Linked DNA regions of Hordeum vulgare: region 2 is linked to region 1. Evidence: chromatin contacts called from public Hi-C data. All regions are on one chromosome and are shown on one strand. The core of a region is the stretch at or near the end of the contact, and the rest is flanking DNA. Distances in the headings are between cores, read along the strand shown.

What was found. Hi-C and Micro-C count contacts between places; a contact is called where the count stands out from the background.
Region 2: a Hi-C map of leaf shows a contact between it and region 1, with 2.9 times the contacts expected there. The contact joins the promoter of LOC123443810 here to the enhancer-like site in region 1. A contact is called at or near these places in 1 of 6 Hi-C or Micro-C datasets (leaf) and 1 of 1 datasets of contacts at active chromatin or transcription factors (embryo).

Annotation. Positions count from the first base shown.
Region 1 is chr3H:342,911,782-342,914,957 of MorexV3_pseudomolecules_assembly, reverse strand. No RefSeq gene overlaps it. Among protein-coding and RNA genes, the nearest start is that of LOC123443810, 160 kb to the left of the region's middle. Within about 2 kb of position 1,722, at least 3 of the 3 cell types and tissues checked have open chromatin away from gene starts, as enhancers often do. A contact at or near this core is called in leaf, where this site is marked.
Region 2 is chr3H:343,071,899-343,075,074 of MorexV3_pseudomolecules_assembly, reverse strand. It overlaps LOC123443810 (leucine-rich repeat extensin-like protein 4), which reads right to left and starts at 1,454. Exons shown (of 1, transcript XM_045120343.1): 1 at 1-1,454. The coding sequence starts at 1,377.

The DNA of each region.
Region 1 (3,176 bases), core at 473-2,972:
TTATACCGCGCACTACAAGGGATGGGCCATTCCCTCTCGGTCCCATAGAGGAAACACCCATGCCCCTTGACCGGATGACTGAATTTAGTCTAGGGGCATGGATACCTTCATCCCGACCCCTCTACTTGGTGTGTACCTGGTAATAGGTTTACGACCTACTAAACCGTATTCCCTTTCGGGAAGACCTGTGGCAACACAAAAGGTAAGGTGACATATTGACAAGGCTCGATCTACGGTTGACTTAGGAGGTTTAAGATTTCCTGCAAGGGTAAGTATCGCACCATTTTGCTGAATGGCATACCTGAGTGTAACCAACATCACACCCCTACATGCAATCACTGACGAGTCTCGTCCCACGAGATGTCAGCCCCATGGTCTCATATTCACCACGACAAACCTTCCTCCCAGGTTGTCTAGACAAACATAGCATACGAGGCATGAGGTAGCACCCGCTCACCATTTGCATCGCATATATTACACAACATAAATATCCAACACATGCTCTCATGCAAGTATGATTTTGTGCGAGAATCTTTATCAACATAATGAAATCACGCATTCCGATGCACCACAACAAAATTCACACATCTTAGCACCGATTAGGGTTCAAGATGCTTGCCTTTGGAGTTAAGGAGGGTGGTGTGCACCCCAAAATCTTGAAGGAGTTTGGTTCCCTCCAAGTTCCTATTTTGAAAATAATACCACTCAACACACTATTCCAAAACAGCACATAAAAAGTGTTTGAGATTTTTTGAAATAAATCCTAAAATAAACTAGAGGAAATTTTTAGAGAGGTAGTAAAAAGAATCAATTCATTTGGTGTTTTATTTAAAAAGATATGGTCAGTCAAAGCTTTGGTCAAATTCTGTTTTTAGAAGAATTTAGAAAAGAAAATGTTTCAAAAATAATACGGCTTTTGGAAAAAACGCGTACTTACAGAAGTACGTTTTCTTCAGAAGAAAAACGCATCTGCGGGGCTACGCCACTATAGGTACAAGTTGCTTCACCAACAGGTGGGGGCCACCTGCCAGGTTCATCGTCCTCCTCACGCGCGCGCCGGGTCAGGGACAAAGGCGAGTTCCCTTGACGATTGCCGGCGGTAGAGGACGCCTTTTTCGACGCTCAATACATCCATGAGCTAACGGGAAGCTGTCGCGTCATATGGAGGGGGGAGGTGGCGCTGGGCAGCTCGAGGTTGAGCGGCGCTTCATCAATGGCGGAAGAGGCTTTGGCCATGAAAGGGGCTTTGCATACCCTGGCGCACGCGCAAGATTTGGGGAAGGGAATGGTTTTACGGGGCCATGGTGGGGCTATCGGTGAAGAAAGAGGGGGAAGGGAGGCTCTGGTTGCGTCGAATTCGACAGAGGGGCTACTGCCGGTGTCACACCTGAGGAGTGGGGAGATGGCTGCTTCCGCTGAACTGCTCCTCGGGGATGATTACTACGGGTCAAGGGAGCGGAATGGCGTGCACTGCAGCCACGGGGAGTCCTGTTTATAGTCGGTTTAGGTTAGTTCCGTGGCAGCAGAGGATAGGACCGTCGGGCGACCATCGTACTTCTGCAGCAGGGTGACGTGGGGCTCGTCGGCTGGCATACCGTGCTAACGACGAGCGATACTCCTCCAAGGGGGCGAGTTGGCTGGTTTGGGCTGCTTGGGCTGCGCGGTCCACTGCAAAAGTGGGCGCCGGCCACAGCGGCTATGCCGGTGGTGGCAGTGCATGGGTACGGCAGGGTGGAGCAGGGGCGGCAGTAGGGCGCAGTAGGGGTGGTGTTGCGCGACTTGGCTCCACGGGCTTGCGAAAGGGCAAAGGCAGGGGCGCGGCGTTTCGGGTGTGGCGCGTGCAAAACATGCGCTCCCAGAGCACGCACAACACCTGCTCGACAAATTGTGAGGCATCTTCAACTATGTCCAACGCCTCTCAAACTCCACAGAGTTAGGCTAGGGGTTGCTGTAAACCTGCTAGAGAGGCTGGTTAGACTAGGCAAGAAACTTCCGAGTGCAGTATTTGAACCATGCCAGATTTTGCCATGCACTACACGTGCTTGATGAAATGCGAGACGCTTCAAGTGGGTTTTGCTGCCAACCCAAATTCCCAGATCAAAGTCTCTCTGGGTGTTAGTAAAGTTGGCAAGTTTAGTTTCCCGAAAAGTTAAACTGGTCAATGCAATGCTTTGAGAAAAGCAATTCTGGACACCAAGTTAAGGCTATTATGTCATGCATTCAAAATCATCCAATGAGGCTCAACCCATGGGCTTAAGGTTTTGGTAGGGTGAACTACTAGCAGTAAAAATCATAAGATCACTGGAGCAATTAAAACTGAGGTTGGAGTACAAAACATCAAACTGGACCAGAATGAAAAAGAGGAGGGTTTGCTCAAAATTACCAAAACATAAAGGTGGGTTTTTGCGTAAAGATGATTTACATGCATCCCTTGACATCTCCTAATTTTTGTTGAATTTTTGAAAGAGTAAATCCAATGGTTGTAGTTCAAAACACCAAGTGGATCAAAATAGAAAAGAAAATGGTAAGCTCAAATTTTCCAAAACACTTGGTTATGTTCTTGCATAAAATTGATCCACAGACATCAAATGTCGCCTACAAATTTTTGTAGAACTTTTAGAGGAAGTCATCAAATGGTTGCAGTGTAAAAGAGGTCCTTCAAGAAATTAAAAGTCATTTTTTTAATAAGAGAAACTTTGGGAATATAACTATAAAAGGGGTCTGCAATTAATTTGTCAGAAGAAAAGGAGTGTTTTGATGCAAGCACTCAAGTCCCAACATAATTTTCAAAAACATCTACTTGGAGGAGAAATTTTATAGCTCAGGAAAAAGGATTGGTTCTGAAATCAACAGAAAATCGAGAATGTAAAAATTAAACAAACACGGCCAAATTTTAAAATATCTCCATTAAATTAAATAAGGAATTTAAAATGATCACCAGTATCAAATGATCCTCAAATTGCTACTTGAAAAGGAAAGTTTTAGGAAAGGGGTTTTGAAAAGAGTCATGAAGCAATTTATTTTTAAAAAAAATTATTCTAGGCACTATTTTTATTTATAAAAATATGATTAAAGTTTTGGGGTGTGACATTACCCTTGTGTACTTGTATATTAACCCCTTCGTGGGCATCAATGAGAATCATGAGAGAGCTGTTTAATTCTTCTTGGTAATCACA
Region 2 (3,176 bases), core at 205-2,704, 160 kb before region 1:
TTGGTACGCTGGAGGTGGCGGCGAGAGGTACCTTTCCTCAGGTGAGACCTCGTAGTACGGAGGTGGGGGTAATGGGGACGGGGGCGGAGGTGAAGGTGGTGGAGGAGACGGGGTTGGTGGAGGAGGCGATGGCGGCGGTGGTGAAGGTGGCGGTGGAGATGGGGATGGGGATGGCGGAGGAGGTGGCGGCGACGGCAACACGAACTTCTTGCACCTGAAGGCGTCGCAGTTGACATGGTTGCTGTTGAAGAATTGACACTGCTCGATTGACCTCTGGTCAGGGCGGTTCGGGATGCAGTTTCGGCGATCGTCCAATGCCTTGACGTGCATGCACACCGGCGGCTCGCCGGTGATGTAGTTGTAGGAGTAGGTGAAGTTGTGGAGATGCGGCAGGTGGCAGATCCCCTCCGGCACGTTGCCGGTGAGGCGGTTGTGACCAAGGTCGAGCTGCTCGATGCTGTGGAGGTTGGCGAGCTCGGCGGGGATGGCTCCCATGAGCTGGTTGTGGCTGACGTCGAGCACGGTGAGGGCGGTGAGCATGCCTAGCTCCGGGGGAACGCAGGACTTGAGGCCGGTGTTGATGAGTATGATCTCATTAAGCGTGTGGGACATGTTGGCGACAGAGGCCGGGAGGCAGCCGCCGAAGTCGTTGTTGGCGAGCACGAGGACGGAGGCCGGCGAGTTGCCGACGTTGTCGGGGATCTGGAAGCGGAAGCGGTTGGAGTTGATGAAGATGGCGTCGAGCGGGCGGTCGAAGAGCTCGCTTGGCACGGGGCCCTCGAACTCGTTGTAGCGGAGGTCGAGGTACCTGAGGCTGGGCAGGCGGAGCACGACGTCGGGGAAGGCGCCGACGAGGCGGTTGTTGCTGAGATCGAGCTCGTGGAGGAGGTGCATGGTGTGGAATGAGGACGGGACGAGGCCGCAGAAGCGGTTGGAGTTGACGTGGAAGACGGAGAGGTCGGCGAGCCTGCCGAGCGCCTCCGGGAGGTGGCCGGCGAGGTCGGCGTGGTTGAGGTCGACGGCGGCGACGACGGTGAGGTAGTGGTCCGCCTGGGACGGCGCGCAGAAGACGCCGTAGTAGTTGCAGACGTCGGGGCCCGACCAGGAGCCCGTGAGGTTGCGCGGGTCGGAGAGGATGGCGCGCTTCCAGGCTTGCAGCGCCACGTAGGCGTCGCGGAGGCGCGGGTTGGCGAAGGCGTAGGACGGGTCCACCAAGACGTCGCTGCCGTCGTCGGCGCCGTGGGTCTCGAGCAGCCGGCGTTGATGGCTGGGCGTGGCTGCGGCGAGGTGCGGGACGAGGAGCAGCGCGAGGAAGAGGAGGAGGGGCTTCATGTTCATGGTGGTCGTCGCCATTGCCGTCTGTCTACGCATAGGCATAGCCCGCGGCGGGCTGTGTCTGTGTGTGTGGATGGGTTGTTCATGGGTTTGAGGGGGGTGGGTTCATATGGGGGAGCAGGGGAGGCGGAATCGCGGCGCAGGAATAGAATAATGGCGCTTGTGATTGGACCGGACGGCTGCGATGGCGGGATGGTTTTGGTTGGTCTTGGTTGCGTGTGCGCGTGATGGACCAACGCTACGCTCCAGCGGATCAACTGGCAGCTGGAAGAGGAGCTGCCTTCCATTACGTCCTCGGGTCGTTTGATGAACGTGCAGAGCATCCATTCCACTCCGACGAGACAACGCCGACGCGCTTAGTGGGAATCCACACCTAGCTAGCAGGCCCTTTGTTTTCTCCCTCCACCGTAATAATCCAACGAACAGTATTTCCAAGCAAATAAACCATCAGACGAATTATTCTGATTTTCGCCGACCGGCTAATCATGATAGTACTAATCATCTATACTACTCCCCCCGTTTCTAAATACTCTCTCCGTCTGGAAATACTTGTCCTAAAAATAGATATAATGGATGTATGTATAACTAAAATAAGTCAAGATACATTCATCTTTAGGACAAGTATTTCCGGACGGAGGGAGTATACGTCTTTTTAGAGATTTTACTAGAGGGCTACATACGGAACAAAATGAATGAATCTATACTCTAAAACATGTCTATATACATCCGTATATAGTTCTTTTAGTGAAACCTCTTAAAAGACTTATATTTAGGAACGGAGGAAGTACTACATATATTGTTCTTTCTTGGCTGTGGTGTGGTACACGGGTGGGGCGTTTTGGCTCTCGGGTGCATCTGCACCCGGGCCGACAGAAAAAATTAAAACAAATACAAAAAAAATTCAAAAAAATCCAATTTTTTGATGTGATAGATAATTAGATGCGCGAGGCCCGCTTCAATTTTGAGTTCATTTGAGGATCTGAGGCGCTCTCAACAAAAGAGACAAAATCTGGGTCTATGAAAAAGGTTCATTGTTTACAATTTTTTTTGATCCAATTTGTCTTTTTTGCTGAGAGATGCTCGAATGTCTAAATGATATGAAATTTAGAGCGGACCTTGCACATCAAATTGTCTACTACTCAAAAAAAAATGGAACTTTTTGAAATTTTTAGCATTTCTTTTTATTTTTTTCGTCAGCGGGAGCATCTGAGCCCGTGCTCAGAAGCGAATTACTCGTGGTACACCTTGCTTTTCAGACTGTTTTGTTCGTTTCTTCTCATCATGACGACATTAAGTAATGGAGTGGTAGTATACCTATAGTCATTGGAGGCGTTTGAGCGAGCCCACCATTTTAGCCTTGAAACACGGGGAGCAGCCTGTATATGTGACTAGCTCGTCATTCCTGACCACAATTAACTAGTGTTAGCATCGGTAATGTCATTGCTTGCCAGTAGTTCATACGCTTGGCTGCGCAGGATGGATGATGGAAAGAAACTGAGAGCGAGCGGAAACATGGAAGACCGCCTTTGCTCGAAAACAAGTAGTGTATGAAATCAAACCAAAGAAGAAAACGGGAGCTGAAACTGGACGAGACGATGCATGTTGCCGTTGCTAACGGTGATGATTGCGGGCGGAATCAACAACTAGGAAGAAGGATTGCGATTTGGTTTAAGATTTCTCTTCTCGTGGGGTTCTACTCCTACATGTCAACAACGACAAGAAAGAGCAAGAGCAGAGGTTTGCTTGCTTGCATGTGAGCGGGGCCCACACGCTGCCACCACCATCAACATCGTTATCAATTTATCATCATCATACCTTACGCGAAACCAAATGAGTCGAAT